Regions from separate parts of the Loxodonta africana genome. Here region 2 is linked to region 1. Evidence: chromatin contacts called from public Hi-C data. All regions are on one chromosome and are shown on one strand. The core of a region is the stretch at or near the end of the contact, and the rest is flanking DNA. Distances in the headings are between cores, read along the strand shown.

What was found. A called contact is a pair of places that touch in the nucleus more often than the background predicts.
Region 2: a Hi-C map of fibroblasts shows a contact between it and region 1, with 4 times the contacts expected there. The contact joins the promoter of C2H5orf47 here to the promoter of BOD1 in region 1. A contact is called at or near these places in 2 of 3 Hi-C or Micro-C datasets (fibroblasts and umbilical cord endothelial cells).

What each region holds. Positions count from the first base shown.
Region 1 is chr2:192,259,297-192,262,536 of mLoxAfr1.hap2, reverse strand. It overlaps BOD1 (biorientation of chromosomes in cell division 1), which reads left to right and starts at 1,467. Exons shown (of 4, transcript XM_003404666.4): 1 at 1,467-1,888. The coding sequence starts at 1,658.
Region 2 is chr2:192,671,672-192,674,911 of mLoxAfr1.hap2, reverse strand. C2H5orf47 (chromosome 2 C5orf47 homolog) reads right to left here and starts at 1,565. Exons shown (of 6, transcript XM_064279719.1): 1 at 1,052-1,565. The coding sequence starts at 1,565. All of the region lies in intron 9 of CPEB4 (cytoplasmic polyadenylation element binding protein 4), which reads right to left.

The DNA.
Region 1 (3,240 bases), core at 218-2,717:
CAGAAAAATTTGCCCTGAGGAAAGAAAGTAAGGTGTGGTGTGCCTAAACTGGAGGGGAGGTTGGCCAAGGTGATCAGGGAGCTTGGAAGAGAATGAACCTGGGGCCCAGGCAGCCTGAATTGGGCTTCTTCTGAGGCTAACTGTGAATGATGAAAGTGTAGGGTTCATTAGTAGGAATAGATCTCAGGTGATTTCAAGGACGGTGATGGTATTAAGGGAGAATGTTTGACATTAACTTATCATGAGGAAGGTTGAGCTGATGCCAAACGACGAGTAGAAACTAACACCTGAATATTTATCTTGAGGGTTAATTTAAACTATCATGAGTAGTAAATGTTGGAATGGAGAATATCCTGGATCTCTGCCAATCCTGCATCTTCCAGGAAGCCAAGGATATTGCAGAATTTATTATTTACATCCCCTCCATTATCATGTATGATTTGGAAATAACAACAGCTGACATAATTGCCGGGGTTGTGGGCAGGAGCTAAAGCGCAAAAAGATGCAAAGAAGAGAGAATAATGGTGGCAATCATAGAGTTCCAACAGTGAATTGTGGCTGTAAAAAATCTGGATATAAAACCTTATCTATTGTATGATGTCAGATAGCTCTTGGGATGTAGCACGCCTTAGGTTAAGCACGCAAGATTTCGATTCAGGAAACCTGGGTTCAAATCCTATCTTTCCACTTCCAGCTGTGTGCTCACGTTAACAAACTCTTGCGCCTTCATTTCTGCATCTGTAAAATGCGAAAAATAGCAACTACTTCTTAGACTGTTCTGAAGTGGTGCTTGTAAAGTGCTTAGCATCATGCCTGGCATATTCCAGTTACTCGATACTAGGTTTTTAATTATTATTTAATATCTGAGAGAAAATCCACCCACGTGTAAGACACTTACCGGAGATCTTCATTTTCTTTCCTCACACTTTTCCAATTTTCTAAAATGTGCATGCATTGCTCTTAAAATCAGAAGAAAAAGTCAAATTTTTGAATAATAGAAATTTGACAAGTCCGCTGTTTTTTAAATTTCCCTGATTATATTGTTTAGTAGGGGGTGGGAGTACATGTTAAAAACACAAATTCCTTGGCCCCGACCCAGAAATACTGAATCAGAGTCTCCAAGGGATCAGCTTGGTAATCTACACTTTTAGCAAGCACCGCAGATGATTCTTATAATCAAGCACTGTTGAGATAAATTGGATTAATGTGAGGATAGTAGTGACTCGACTGGGATAGGCGACCCGCTTGCAGCACCCACGAGGGCCTGAGCCTACAATTCCCATACTGCCCCCGCAAACTCGCGACGGGCGCGTCCGGAGCCTGCCGGGAATTGTAGTTTTCGTGCGCCACACTCCTGCTTATAAGAAAGCCTGAAATGATGCCGAAAACTTCCCGCCCCAGAATGCAAAAGTCAAGAGTGACGCAATCTGGAGCGCGCCAGGTATTGAGCGGGGAGTTTCGGCCGCCTCTGCTGCCGCCGCCGCCGCCGCCGCCGCCTGAGAGCCTGCCTTCTGCACCGCCGCCTCCTTCGCAGCCTCCCCCGCTTCCCTCATCTCTTTGGGAGCCTACTGCTCCGCCACCCCCTCTACGCGACTTGGGCCCTCTTGCCCTGAGAAGAAGCTTTATTCGGCCTCGGTCGCGGGGCCGGAGCGCAGCCATGGCTGACGGCGGCGGGGGAACGGGCGCGGTGGGCGGTGGCGGAGCGGGCCCGGCCTCCGCAGGGGCAGCGTCGGGCGTGACAGGCGCCGGCGGCAGCGGCGGCCCCATCAACCCCGCGTCGCTGCCCCCCGGCGACCCGCAGCTCATCGCGCTCATCGTGGAGCAGCTCAAGAGCCGGGGCCTGTTTGACAGCTTCCGCCGGGACTGCCTGGCCGACGTGGACACGAAGGTAGCTGAGACCGCCTGGGTCGAGCGAAGCCGGGCTGGGTGTGAGGCCGCCAAGGTTGCAGCCTTTTTTTTCTAAAGCAGAGACAAAAAGACAAAAGATACCTTTTAAATCTCAGCGGTGAGGTGTTAAACCGCTTGGGGCAGTACAGAGAGCTGAGTCGTACTTCTGTGGAGCAGACTCCCAGCCCGCCACTTTGTAGCTGTACGATTTTAGCCTGATCGCTTCTCAGAACTTCAGGGCGATTAATACTAGTTTTTAGAACCCAGATTCTATCATTCCCGAGATGGGACTCTTTTAAATCCCTCAATAACAAACCTCAATTCGTTACAAGCGGTGGAGAAAACCAGGTAGGTAAGCAAGAATGGTTTAGAATTTCCAGAAGTTCTCTATTGAACGCGGTAGTTTGAATGCAGTCATCAGCGTATTATAGCGATTCATTTGTTCCTTTGCTCTGCCTCAGTGATTTGCAAACTTTAGTATCTAGTTAAAGTCCGTTGTTGTTAAAGCACCCATATATTGTATTCCATCATTGATTAAAGGGGGTTTGGTGCTTATTTGAGAATTAATGCCATAGGTCAACCCCCCGTAAAACTGCAATTTCACTTTACCTACTTGTCAGGGTTTGTTGGGATTCAATGAAATAATGTGTATTAAATGTCAGACACTTAATTTCTGGAATATTCATTTTCTTTTTTTAGAAGCTTTTCCAAGCACGATCAAAGACTCTTTAAGTTGTAGGTTTTGGCGGCGCTCTTACTGGCTGGGCTCCTCTAGGGATATGATTTTTCCCTCTTTTAACCTATTATGGAAATCTTGTTGCCTGCTTTACAGGAGGAAACCCTGGTGGTGTAGTGGTTAAGTGCTACAGCTGCTAACCAAGAGGTCAGCAGTTCAAATCCGCCAGGCACTCCTTAGAAACTCGATGAGGCAGTGCTACCCTGTCCTGTAGGGTCGCTGTGAGTCGGAATCGACTCTACAGCAATAGGTTTGGTGTGTTTTTGGTACTTTACAGGAAGATTGTGGCCTGAAAATGAGACCTTAAAGATAAGGGAAGGACGTAATCTAGTTATTCATTGAACATTTACTGAACTAATAATATGGCAGTGTTCCTGTGAAGGTGCCGGAATAAGTAAGCCACTGACCCCATCTCAAAGCTCATGTTTTAAGATAGAAAACTTACATGTAAACCAGGTAGTATATATAGTAAAGTTCTGCTTGCCGTTTTACTCCTCCAAGATAAAAAACCCATGTTAGAAGCGAAACAAGGTACTTGCTGTTCTTTAAGGAACCCGGAAAACCATGTCACCTGCTTTCTCCTTCTTCAGAAGGACCCTGAATGTTTCCCATCAACA
Region 2 (3,240 bases), core at 316-2,815, 410 kb before region 1:
GCACTCTTCAACTTCTGATCAGTGCTCTCAGGACTCTTGTACTTTGTACAAATCCCTGCTCTATAAAAGTACTAGCCATCCAGCACTCCACTCTCTAAAAAGCCATTGTCACTGTTGTGTGGGTTCCTACTCATGGTGACCTCACGTGTTTCAGAGTAGAACTATGCTCCACAGGTTTTCCAATGGCTGATTTTTCAAAAATAGATCACCAGGCCTTTCTTTCAAGGCACCTCTGGGTAGATTCAAACCCCCAACCTTTCAGTTAGTAGCTGAACACTTAATCATTTGCACCACCCAGGGACCTCTTTCCCCACTCTCTACTCTTGTTCATTATAATCAACCCCTGAACCCTAGTCATTAGCCCACAATCATGGAGGCTTTAGCATCTGGCTCACAATCTTCTCCATGCTAAGGCCCCCATCATGCTGGACAGGGGGGTCTTAAATGGCTCCATCCACTGACCTCTCAGATCTGTTCCTTATCTCAAATGACCTTCATTTCCACTACAGCAATCCTTTCCCAGGGCACACAGCCTGAAATGAATTCAAGAGCTTATCTTTCCACCCTTGGCACATGGTCTAGAACTTAGACTGACAGAGAGCTAAGCCTGGCTGGCAGCCTAACAGGAAGGCAGGTTGACTGGATGACTAGAAGGCTAGCTGGTGGTCTTTGCGACCCACTCACTGCCAGGTCGGGTGGACGGCTGGCAGGACGGTTTTAGCTGAAATGAGGCCTGCTGAAGCTGAAAAACTGGCTAACTGGCAAGAAGTCTGGGAGGCTGACAGGGAGGCCAAGTGAGGGCGGGAAGGAAGGCTGAAAGGGAGGCTCGGGAAGGCCTAGTAGCTGACTGACAGGAAGGTTGCCTCCAGCGGGACGACACCAAGCAAGATGGCTGACGCAGGGAACGCCAACAGGAAGGCCAGACTGGAGGGCTGAAAGGCTGACTGACGCGAAGGCAGTCTGGCTGACAGGAATCCCGCCTGACTGTGGGGGGAGGTTCCGGGCATCGGTCTCCACCACCCACCCCGAGCGTCCTATCCCGCCGCACCACCTGCACGCGCCGCCGGCCTGGAGCCGCTCTGCGCCCTCGACGCCCTCTGCTGCGGAGAGGCTGAGGCCGCGGCGGCGGCCGCGGGAGCCCAGGGACCCGCGCCAGGGGGCAGCTCCGCGACGGAGCTCAGCTCCCCGCCGCCCGGGGCTCCCGCCTCCGCCGCCCGCGGCTCCTCCTGGCTGCAGCCGGCCCCGAGCCCGGGGCACCCACGGCCCCGCGCCCGGCGGCCGCCCAGCTGCAGGACGCCGCCACACTGGTGCGAGCCGAAGCGGGTCACATAGACGAAGCGGGCCAGGCCCAGCTCCCGCTCTCGTCCTGCCGACATCGCAGCCTCTTCCCCAACTGCTGCGGGCGTGCCCTCAGGGCCCCGCCGGGCGCGACGAGAACGCGGGTGGGGGAGGGGCCGCGAGCGGGAGGCCCACGGGGGGCGGGGCGGAGCGAAGTGGGGGCCGGACTGCCGTGCGGGAGGGGGTGAGGAAGTGGGCGAGTGAGGAGGTCCAGGAGGCCAGGTCATCCTGGGGCTGTGTGGAGGGGCAGGGAGGTAGGAGGGGAGTCGGGAGTGCACCACTCTGCAGGGAGGAGCTAGGAGGAAAAGGGAGAGCAGGAGGTTACTCGTCTGAGGGGGGTGACGGACCACTCTTCACCAAAGTGGAATGAGGATTTGGGCACCAGATCACTTGAGGGGGAGCAGATCTTGAGGGGGCAGACCCCTCCAAGGAAAAGAGCTGAAGGAGAGGGCGGAGAAAGGGCCCAGGTCACTGGGGTGCACCTCCCTGTGGTTAGGTGTGGCACTAGCCGTGGATCTGACGGGCCTGGAGGGTCGCTATGAGTCCCAGTTGACTATGGCAACGGGTTTTTTGTTTGTTTGTTTTGGTTTGGAGTGTCAGAGTCGAAATCCGACTGAAAGGCAATGGGTTTGATTTTGGTTTTGGAGTGTCAGCAGGGTGAAGTTGGGGGCTTCTGGAAGAAGATAGAAAGAATCCATTGCTGCAGAGGGTTCTGTTGTTGTTAGGTGCCATCTAGTTTGTTCCAACTTATAACGATCCCTATGTGGAACAGAACGAAACCCTGCCCAGTCTTGTGCCATCCTCACAATTTTTATGCTTAAACCCACTGTTGAAGCCACTGTGTCAATCCATCTTGTTTATGGTCTTCCTCTTTTTCACTGACTCTCTACCAAGCATGATGTCCTTCTCCAGGGACTGATCCCTTCTGACAACATGTCCAAAATATATGAGATGTAGTCTTGCCACCTTTGCTTCTAAGGAGCATTCTGGCTGTACTTCTTCCAAGACAAATTTGTTCATTCTTTTGGCAGTCCATCCCAGAAACCCAGTGCCATCGAGTCGATTCCAACTCATAGTGACCCTATAGGATAGAGTAGAACTGCCCCATAGAGTTTCCAAGGAGCACCTGGCAGATTCAAACTGCTGACCCTTTGGTTAGCAACCGTGGCACTTAACCACTACTTCACCAGGGTTTCCTTGGCAGTCCATATTCAATATTCTTCCCCAACAGTGCCGTTCAAAGGTGTCAATTCTTCAGTCTTGTTTATTCATCGTCCAGCTTTCACGTGCATTGGAGGTGACTGAAAACATCATGGCTTGGGTCAGGCGCATATTAGTCTTCAAGGTGACATCTTTGCTTTTCAACATTTTAAGGAGGTCTTTTGCAGCAGGTTTGCCCAATGCAACACGTCTTTTCATTTCCTGACTGCTGCTTCCATGGCTGCTGCTTCCATGGGTGTTGATTGTGGATCCAAGTAAAATGAAATCCTTGACAACGTCAGTCTTTTCCCTGTTTATCATGATGTTGCTTATTGGTCCCATTATGAGGATTTTGTTCTCTTTGTTGAGGTGTAATCCCTACTGAAGGCTGTGGTCTTTGATCTCCATCAATAGGTGCTTCAAGTCTTCTTCACTTTCAGCAAGGAAGATTGTGTCATCTGCATAACGCTTGTTTGATTTCGTGACTGCTGCTTCCCTGGGTGTTGATTGTGGATCCTAGTTAAAATGAAATCCTTGACAACTTCAGCTTTAGTAGCTACTGACAAACAGGTATCCAAAGTGGTTGTACCAATTTATACCCCCACCACAGAAGTATGAGAATTCCAGTTACTCTACCTGTTCACCATAACTTAGCATTGTCAGTCTCCACTTTAGCTATTCTGATGGATGTGCATTTTTATT